Linked DNA regions of Mus musculus: region 1 is linked to region 2. A link is a contact called in public HiChIP or PLAC-seq data. All regions are on one chromosome and are shown on one strand. The core of a region is the stretch at or near the end of the contact, and the rest is flanking DNA. Distances in the headings are between cores, read along the strand shown.

Region 1 (4,820 bases), core at 610-3,109, 350 kb after region 2:
ACTAAGGAGACTTCAGAGAAAATGTCAGAGGCTGTAGTTAAATAAACGATGTCCAGCTCCCACATTCTCAAACATCTCAGTCTCTCTTCCCAAAAGTCAGTGTAAACCAGAGCTAATTCTGATCTCTCTCCCCATCCCAAATGGCTGGCAGAGGATGCTAACACCAAAGTGGCAATGATACAGAGTAACTGAGCATATCAGATGTAACAAGGTACTGAGGGCTAGATACCACATAAGGGGTATATGGCATCTAATTTAGTATTCAGAGTTAGTGCTTAAATTAGGTATTGCTGTTATTTGCATTTAGCCAATGAGTAAATTGAATGTGCTAAGCCAGTGATCTTCCTTCCAAAATATGCCCACATCCTAAGGCTTGGGATGTATGGATGGATATATTAGTTTCCATAGGTTAAACTATGCATGAAGGGGCTTTGCCAGTGTGATTAGAGATCCTGAAATGGGAGACAATTCTGGATTTATTGCGTGGGACAATATGATCACAGAGGTATGTGAAAAAGGAAGTAGAAACACCAGAGTCAAAGAGGGCTATGACCCGGTGTGGTAGTGCTGCCTGTAATCCCAACACGTAGAGAGCTAAGGCAGGAGGATCACAGAAAGTGTGGGACAGCCTGGTCTACACAGTGAGTTCTAGCCCAGTCTAAGATACAAAGCAAGAACTCTGTCTCAGAACAGAGGTGGGGACAGGGGGAATGGAGAATAGGAGACAGAAGGAGGAAGAGGGGGAGGAGAAAGAAGGGATGATGGAGGGAGGGGGCAAATGGAAGGGAAAGAGAGAGGTTGATGGAAGCTAAGGTTAAAAAGAGCCATGCACCCTAAAGATGGAGGAAGGGGACAGGAGTCAAGGAACGCTGGAAGCTTTGGGAAACCAGAAAAAGTGGGAAAATTCTTCCTGGATCCTTCAGAAGAAATGCATCCCTACCAACAACTTGATTTCAGTCCCATATGCCCTGTGATTATTATGCTGGCTGTCAACTTGACCTAGAACCACCTAGAAATAAACCTCTAGGCATATCTATGAGGGACTGTTTAGGTTCATCGGTGTGGGGTGACCATGGACTACAGCATTTAATAGGCTGGGGTCCCACACGGAATAAAAGGGAGGAAGCAAGACGCACAAGCCCAGCATTCATTTCTCCCTGTTCCCTGACTGCAGATGCAGTGGGACCAGTTGCCTTCCTCTCCTGCCACCATCATAAGCTGTACCTTCTTGCACTACAGTCTGAACTAAGCCCTTTCTCCTTTAGGTTGCTTCTTGGCAGGTATTCTTGGCACAGCAATGAGAAAAGTAATGAATACAAGCCCCCATTTCCATCTCCTGACCTCTAGTCCATACGATTATAAATCCCCATGGTGTTCAGCTACTAAGTTTGGGGCAATTTATTACAGTAGCAGTGGATAACAAAGATTGCCATATACAACATTCACACTTCACCCACATCTTTGCTCCCTAACTCAGAGTCATTTGTTCAAACAACAGAAATGGTGAAAACCATCAGACAGATAGGAGGAGTACGTTTGTCTGTCCTGCAGGGTCTTTTGAGCAACAGTTATATAAGCTAACGGTGGTAGGAGCACTTAGAGGTCTGTTCATAATAGCAACAGCTGATCTAAAGAAAAGAATGCCCCAGGCAGTTAGTGTCCGACCCAGGTTAATATTCTGACTAGGTGTCTAAAGAGTCCTTGGTCACAATGGACCATGCGGAGCACCTCTCCTTCCAGGTTCCATGTCTTTCTTGCTGCCTTTATCCTGGCACTGATGGCGGCAGTCTTTGTTCTCCAGGAGCCTGCTGTCAAGCTGACTAATTAGGGTGGCGTAATGATCAGAAATGGGAAGCATAAAAGGAAACCTGCTGAGTAGTCAGCTGCCCATTAGAGAAGGGCTACACATGTCATTGCCATTAGTAAAGGGAAGCGGGCTTTGCACGAATCTCAGCCTGGTTGGTGTGTATCGGGCACGGGAGAGTGAGCAGAAGGCACTGGGACAGTTCAAATGCAACTCACTGGACAAGATTCACTTTGTAGCCCATGAGGCAAAGCCAGACTTGCTCTGCTGTCTGTCCAGCAATGACAGGCTGGCTGAGCATTCTGTTTAAAAAAAAAAAAAAAAAAAACAATGTAACCAGTTAGTAGGAGGCAAACATGAAGATCAGTCTCTGCAGTGAACAGAGAGCTATTAACTCTTCATTTCATTTCGTGCGCATCTTTTCATAAGTTCAAATCCCACTTACTCACGAGAAAAACACTTGAGGACCAGGAAGACGACTTGGTGGCAAAGGTGCCTGCTGCCAAGCTTGAGGACCTGAGTTCAAGTCCCAGGATTCACATAATGGAAAGTGAGAACTAACTCCTGGGAGCTGTCCTTTGCTCTCTACAAATGCTACACACACACACACACACACACACACACACACACACACACACACACAAATAAATAAACAAACAAATGCGATTGAGAGGGGAGAGAAAAACTTCAGACAAAAGAGGCAAAGTCTACAAAGTAACTGACCAGCTCTCCTCCAAACACCACACATATTCCCAACTGACAAATTTTCCATTTCCATGCAGTGTGAGAACTCTGACTTCTACAACTTCTCCCTGATCTCTTGCCTCAAAGGGTTTCCAAAATTCTCTGCCCTAGAATCTAGACAGGCAATTGTTTATTCCAAAAATAACCATCAATAAATACAAAGATTTGCACCTGCATGACTCAAGAACCAGGAGACAGGAGCCTTATCATGTCCCTTCCTCCTTCCTGGGCAGAACTTGGTTTACATCCCAGCCTTTTGAATCTAATTTTGAAATCACCGAAAGTACCTTGCTGCTAAAGGTGCAGTTTTGGATTCAATAGATTTGGGGCAGGCTCCAAGAGTCATCCAAAAACTCCCTGCCCCTACTAGACCATAGTAGGCTGTTTTAGAAGGAAGTAGTGCCTAGACTCATAGTTCTGAAACAGACAATTTTTGTTCCACAGAGGATGCTCGGCAATGATTGAATGGTTGTCTCAGCTGGAAGAAAATGCTGCTGACAGCTGTTAGAGGGAGGTCTGAGATGCTGTTAAACAGTCAATGGTGCACAGGATGGCCGCTCACCATCGAGACTCATCCACATCCAGAGTGTCAGAGCGCTGAGGGTGAGAAACCTGGTGTCGGTCAGTGGCTCCTGTTCCTCAGCCTTACCTGGAGGAGTTGTTAAAGCACAAACTCAGTGCCCCACCCAGCAGGTCCTGATGCAGAGACTGTCGTGTGAAGCCTGAGTCTACAGCTGTCGAATGCGCCTGGGTGACATGTCTGCTCCTGGTCCCTGGCACCCTTTGAGAACCAATCCTTGTGATGAGGATGGGGGTCCCAAAGGCTTCACCTTACTGCTTCTGCCGCCGAGCACAAGCCTGGGACTCCTAAATCTGAAACACCCAACATGGAGTTGTTGCGTTCCAGCTGACTGTCTCTGCTCCCCTCTGATGTTTGATGGCTCCCCTAGAGATACAGCAGAATTCAGGGAGAGGGGGCAACTGCAAACTGCAACGTTGGCCCCATGTTGAGGTGAAACCACTTTTGGTTTGCTTGTTTGGTTTTGTTGCTTGCTTGTTTGCTTGCTTGTTCCAGATACCCAGGCTGGCCACAGACTCACCAGGCACTCAAGAATGAGCTTGACCTACGGTCTCCCTGCTTCTTCTGCTCAAGTTAGCGGTTCTCAAGCTGCAGGTTTCAACCCCTTTGGTGGTGGTACATATCAGATAACATCCATATCATATATTTACATTACAACTCATGGCAAAAATACAGTTATAAAGTAGCAATAAAAATAATTTTATGAGAGAACCGGACAGCTTCTGGGACGGGCGGAAGCACAGAGCCGCTGAGGCAGCACCCTTGGCGGGCCGCAGACAGCCAGCCACCATCCGGACCAGAGGACAGGTGTCCGCCTGGCTTGGGAGGCGGCCTCAGCCTCAGCAGCAGCGGTCGCCATCTTGGTTCCGGGACTCAGCAGAACTTAGGAAATTAGTCTGAACAGGTTAGAGGGTGCGCCAGAGAACGGGACAGCTTCTGGGATGGGCAGAAGCACAGAGCCGCTGAGGCAGCACCCTTGGCAGGCCGCAGACAGCCGGCCACCATCCGGACCAGAGGACAGCTGTCCGCCTGGCTTGGGAGGCGGCCTCAGCCTCAGCAGCAGCGGTTGCCATCTGGGTTCCGGGTCTCCGCGGGACCTAGGAAATTAGTCTGAACAGGTTAGAGGGTGCGCCAGAGAACCGGACAGCTTCTGGGACAGGCAGAAGCACAGAGCCGCTGAGGCAGTACCCTTGGCAGGCCGCAGACAGCCGGCCACCGTCCGGACCAGAGGACAGGTGTCCGCCTGGCTCGGGAGGAGGCCTCAGCCTCAGGAGCAGCGGTCACCATCTTGGTTCCAGGACTCCCTGGAACTTAGGAATTTAGTCTGCACAGGTGAGAGTCTGCACCACAGAAGCTGACAGCTTCTGGGAACTACCAAAGCAACACAGCTTCTGAGAGAGGCCCTGTTTTGGGCCTTCTTCTTCGACCAGGAGGAGGTCCAAAAACAAGATATCTGCGCACCTTCCCTGTAAGAGAGCTTGCCAGCAGAGAGTGCTCTGAGCACTGAAACTCAGAGGAGAGAATCTGTCTCCCAGGTCTGCTGAGAGACGGTAACAGAATCACCAGAAGAACAATCTCTAAACAGAGTCAACTATAACTACTAACTCCAGAGATTACCAGATGGCGAAAGGTAAACGTAGGAATCCTACTAACAGGAACCAAGACCACTCACCATCATCAGAACCCAGCACT
Region 2 (5,276 bases), core at 393-2,892:
CTAAGTGAACTTGTACAAAGTTAGAATAGGCATTCAGCATGAAACCCACCACAGAGCTTCATATTAGATTTTATATTTTTACTACTGAATATATTTTGTATTTATCTATTTTATAGAGTTTATCAAATTAAAACCAAAGTATTTAAAACTTTAAAAAGCAAGAAAATTACATGTATATATTACACGTGTGCTGGAGTGATGTGGATACGGGTCTAGCTTAGAGAGAAAAATGTTAAGAATATCAAGGAAGAGAAAGATGAAAGCTATCTTACAAGATATCCCTTTTAGCAGTATGGTGGTATGTGTCCCAGGAGTTTACTTCATTTCAGGTCCCTAAGACATGCAATTTGGGATTCATCTAGCTGAGAAAGAAGGCCAGAATCTTTTAAATTCAGGTCCCCAGGATGTTCCTATATGCACTAAGAACTTACTGGTAGATTAAGACAATAGGGCACAAGCTACCTAAACCTCAAGAGCTTTACATTCATGTGATATACAGCATTTCCTCACAGTTGTAACTCGCACATACTAAGCAGTTTGGCATGATACCAAACAGGCTGGATGCAAACACACAGGAAGATACAAAACGACCTGCCGCGGGGCCAGAATCTGTGCAGCAAACGCCAAGTACCAGAAAGACTCCAGAGAGAGATGAGTCTTAAAATGAGAAATAGTCTCTTAAGAAAAAGTAGACAGGTTTTTTTTGTTTTTGTTTTTTATGGAAATGGGGGAGAGATTTCAGAACAACTTAAGTCTTAAACTCAATCAAGTACTGAAATCCTAGCAGTTTATGAGCAGTCTAATATTCTGGTGAGGAACAGGTTGGAGATGACCAGCTGCCATTCCTGTCTCCACTCGAGGAGAGGACTGCTATAGCATCTGAACATATGCCCTTTAATCCCTAGTTTATAAATACTCACCATGCCTGGTCTGCTCCCAGGCTGCCATACTCAATATCAACCAACGTTTTACATGGATATTGGTAGAACTATCAATACAGATAAAGTCACACGAATTATAACAGATAAGGAATAGATAACAGAAGGGAAGCAGAAACATCAAATAGCAGGTGAAGCAACCTCTGTGCTTTCCTTCCTAGCTATACTCTAAGGCATTCTTCACTCGGGGATGAAGGGGGAATTCTCTTAAAGTTAGTGAGTGTCACATAAAGGGAAACACAAAACCTGAAAAGAATAGGGAAAGGCAAAAAAAAAAAAAGAATAGGGAAAGGCTTCATAAATACACATCTGGCACCAAGGAGTTAAGCAACCAACCGCCTGTACTTTGGAAGAAAAAAAAAAAAATCAAAGGACGCAAGTTAAGAATCTGCTGTGTCAGTAAGAGCTTAGAGAGGAAGAGAGAGAGAGAAGGGGGAGGGGCGAGTCACGGGAGAGATTAGGAGAACAATAAGGACCTTTTCCTTTTACACCTGCCCCAGCGTCAAAGAGAAGAGTGGGGCAGATACAAGCCCGCTGACAAATGGAAGGCACATTAGCTAACGATTAGCAGAAAATGATCTACATGCTAAGCTTTACTCAGTGAAAAAGAAGGACAAGAAGCCAGAGACGATTAGGAGCTGCTGCGACAGCATCAGAAAGCCATAGGAGAGCAAGTGCCAGAAGCCGGGGAGGGCTCTGGCAGCTGGAAGGCAGCACATTAGCAGGGCCCCGGCTTCCTAGAGCCTAGGGAATTGGTAATAAACCTGGACTTGCCAAGGCTGTCTTGTCAGATGGAGCGGCACGGTGGGGCTTCAGGGGGCTGCAAAAGTGTGGTTCCAAATTTCTCCAGAGGCCCAGGAAACTGTGGATGGTGCCAAGGAGTGAGACTATTTCAAGTGCATCTGTGTGGATGCACAGTGCGCAGAAATACATGTGAACACACACTAACCGACACGGAAGGCAAGGCTAGCCCATTTCTTAGGGCAAAGTACACTGCCTGTAAAATTCATGTCTCCATACGTTGAAACGACTTCAATGACAAATCAGTCTCACTCCAGAACTCTTACAGAGTAAGTTCTGTTGTCTGTCACTACTACCATGGTTGAAATACTTACCTTTAATAATCAAGTGCCACACTGGAGTTAAGCATGCCACATGCACTCATTTCATTCACCTCTCAAAACAACCTTATGCTTAGTGTCATTTTAAAGTTCAATGACTTTCAGTGATCTTTAAAGTGCTACCACTTACATAGGAACAACAGAGGAAGAAGGTCTTCCCAGATCAGTCTGCCTTAGAGTAAACTTCAGTCTTAGCATTTGTTCATAGCAAGAACCAAAAACTGTCCCTTTACCTCCCATCGCATAACACACATTCGTGATGTGGGGGTTAAGTGGGATGCCACTGTGAGCCCCCTAATGCCACATAGGTTGCACCTCTGTTAGAACAGAAGCTTAGAATTTTCCGGCTGAGTTTAAATCCCTCTATAGCCGAGATACTTTGACATCCATGTAATCCTCAACTTCCTCAAGTACGAATAAGGAAATCACGCATGGCACACATGATCGTTGTAAACTCCCAACTCCGTAGATAGCTAGCAGCATTGTAAGTCTAGGATTTCATCCTCATTGTAAACTGACCTCACTATAACCACATGAAAACTAATCCGTGCACTGAAAAGATGACCCAGTGGCTAAAAATCTGCTGCATAAGCGTAAAAACCTGAGTTCAGATTCCTAGCACCCACTGGTGTGAAGCTGGGTGTGGTAATGGACATTTGTAACCTCAGCACTGGGAGGCAGAGATAGGGGGATCCTGGGGTCTTGTTGATATGAGTGGGGGGAAGGCTTATGGAGGTGGGGGTAAATCTGGGAAGATTAAGAGAGGGAATTGCTGGTGAGCATGCTCAAAGTACATTGCATGAAATTCTCAAAGAATTAGTTAATTTTTCATAAGGTTAAAGTGGAGAGCAACTCAGTGATGACCTCTGGCCTCTGCATGTATTCTCATGAGTGCATGCATGTATACACCCGGAAGCACACAGTTCCAATCCCAAGTGGTCAGCCCTGAGACCAAGAGAAAGCTGCTCTCCGTGAAATAAAGTATCGCATGGTCATTGATCACTTCCAATAAAGAGATTGCACTCACGGACTAGAAATACTTGGGAAAAATCTGTGCCTCTCTGTTTTAAGACAGTGCATATTTATTTATATTTGTATACTCATAAATTCTTCATTTACTTCGTCATCTCCACCCCCTCCCCAAACTCCAGTTGGATTAAAACCATTCCTCCTTGAATCTGTTATTGTGGAATTCATTCACATAGGTGAGGAACAATAGACATGCTAGATGACTGAATTTGGAACAAAGGCTGGTAACAAAATAATATAAAAATCAAGGAAATGGAATAATGAAGAAACTGCCGTATCCTGCTCTAAAGAAAGGGCATCCCAGCCAGCCTTTATGAAACACCGCTAGATGGTTTTCTAAGTCTTAAAGTGCCAAGAGATCTTCATACTCAAAAGTACACTATGAATGAAGTGGTAGATTAACCTCATTGTACAGCTAAGGAGACTGGGGCATCCCTAGGCAAGTAACTTCCCAGTCCTCACAGTCAATGGGTAAAAGTGTTGTCTTCATCCAGCCTTGTTCTGAGCCCGAGCTTCTAACCTGCAGTCCTTATAAGTAGTCTAAGCTTTTCCTGTCCTCTCTGGGCCTTGGATCCCATGGGTGTTCGCTGTCAAGGCACCCTTCTAAGATTTTAATTACCCTCTTCCAAGGAGGCCTTTTCATTAGCAATAGTAACGTTCGCATCTGTGTGACCTATTGCTGCCTACAAGTCATGTGACCTTTGGAGCGCAGGCAGGCACAGACACTATTCAGATCCACTGCAGAGTCTGAGAGGCATGGAGCCCTGTGGCTCAGCTCAGCTCCTCTCTGTTGCTCACAAAGAGGATTCAAATCCAGTACTTAGGATTTTAGCCCTGGAATCTGCTGGGAGTTTTACAGGCCCCAAGAGCTTGCACTTCACAGAACTCCCTGGACAGCAAGACTGATAATCATTGTGCATTTCTTCTGCCAAGTGCTATGTAAAACATCTTATTGATCTTGTTCAAGCCATTCATACCCTCAGAATGTGAGTTCAGTTACATGCATTTCAGATAGGAAGATTTTGAAGGTTGGATAAATTAAGTAGCTCACCCCAGGCCATATGGCTGCAAACTGACCTGAGAACCATCTCCCCCAAGCTGGGTCTGATATGTGAACATCCACTTATTGAATTACAAAATCAATGTAGTGAGAGCATATTGCTTAATGTTGAAGAACATTGATTTTGTGAGATATATGTAACCGTGAACCACTATATAACTGAAACTTCATAAATTAAAGATCTCACAAGAACTCCAGCAGCTGAGAAGAGAATACTTATGACTTTAGAATTGATGCAAGCCAGAGTTCCCAAAACATGAGTACATCTTACAGGGCAGAACCAGAGTCCGGAAGGAGTCTTCATTGGTACTTTTTGATATGAAGCTTTGATAAATCAGGAAGGGATAACTGAGTGAGTAGTCATACAAGCAAGCTGTTTGCAAGAAGCAATCTGTTAGAATGGCAGGAGGAAGGGAGACTCTATATTGGGAGTGCATTGCTGCTCCAATCTGGTTTGGCTGAGGAGAATGGAAGGCTGGAGGAACAAGTCTGCAGACAGCATCCTGTCATAAGAAGGCTCTTCACACGCTTGAACAAATCTCAGTGCCCCACCCTACCACCACGCATACACAGATCTCTGGCATGTCGCTCACTCAGAAAGGACAGACTATTTCACAATGAGTATCGACTTTAAGGAATAAGTGGATACAAACCCAAAAGAATCAGAAAGTGCAAGTGCTTGAGAGAACATGCATAAGAAAATGGCTGAGAGTTTTGAACAACTATTACATTTAAAAAAATAAAACCAAAATCATCACATTAGCAAATCCTTAGAGAAGGGATTTAAAGACTCAGATGAGACAGAGAGATACAGCAAGATGACGGAAACTCAAAGGTAAGGTAGGGAAAAAAAAAAACAGCAATCACAAGTTTAAAAAAAAAGTTAAAAGCACCATAAGAGCAAAGAAATTTTATTGAGAACATAGCAAAGAATATGAACATCGGGATGGAGAAAAGGTAAGTGAAATGAAATGAAAAATTTTAAAAACATGAAATCAGAATGAATAAATAGCTTCCAGGAACAACACAGCAGAAGAAAGGACGCGAAACATTTGCACTTCGCTCCCTAACAGAGGCCCAACCAAAGGCAAAATAGTGGCACTTTGACTCTTGTGATGGTTTGTATAT

Evidence for each region. HiChIP or PLAC-seq counts read pairs in DNA pulled down with a chosen protein or histone mark.
Region 1: an H3K4me3 HiChIP or PLAC-seq map of embryonic basal ganglia shows a contact between it and region 2, with 3 times the contacts expected there. The contact joins two enhancer-like sites. A contact is called at or near these places in 1 of 484 Hi-C or Micro-C datasets (pre-megakaryocyte-erythroid progenitors), 3 of 115 datasets of contacts at active chromatin or transcription factors (embryonic basal ganglia, large pre-B cells and neural tube) and 1 of 9 other capture datasets (embryonic stem cells).

Annotation. Positions count from the first base shown.
Region 1 is chr1:167,193,107-167,197,926 of GRCm38.p6, forward strand. No RefSeq gene overlaps it. Among named protein-coding and RNA genes, the nearest start is that of Gm46170, 71 kb to the right of the region's middle. Within about 2 kb of position 1,860, at least 11 of the 459 cell types and tissues checked have an H3K27ac peak or open chromatin away from gene starts, as enhancers often do. A contact at or near this core is called in embryonic basal ganglia, where this site is marked.
Region 2 is chr1:166,842,144-166,847,419 of GRCm38.p6, forward strand. No RefSeq gene overlaps it. Among named protein-coding and RNA genes, the nearest start is that of Gm33404, 10 kb to the right of the region's middle. Within about 2 kb of position 1,643, at least 41 of the 459 cell types and tissues checked have an H3K27ac peak or open chromatin away from gene starts, as enhancers often do. A contact at or near this core is called in embryonic basal ganglia, where this site is marked.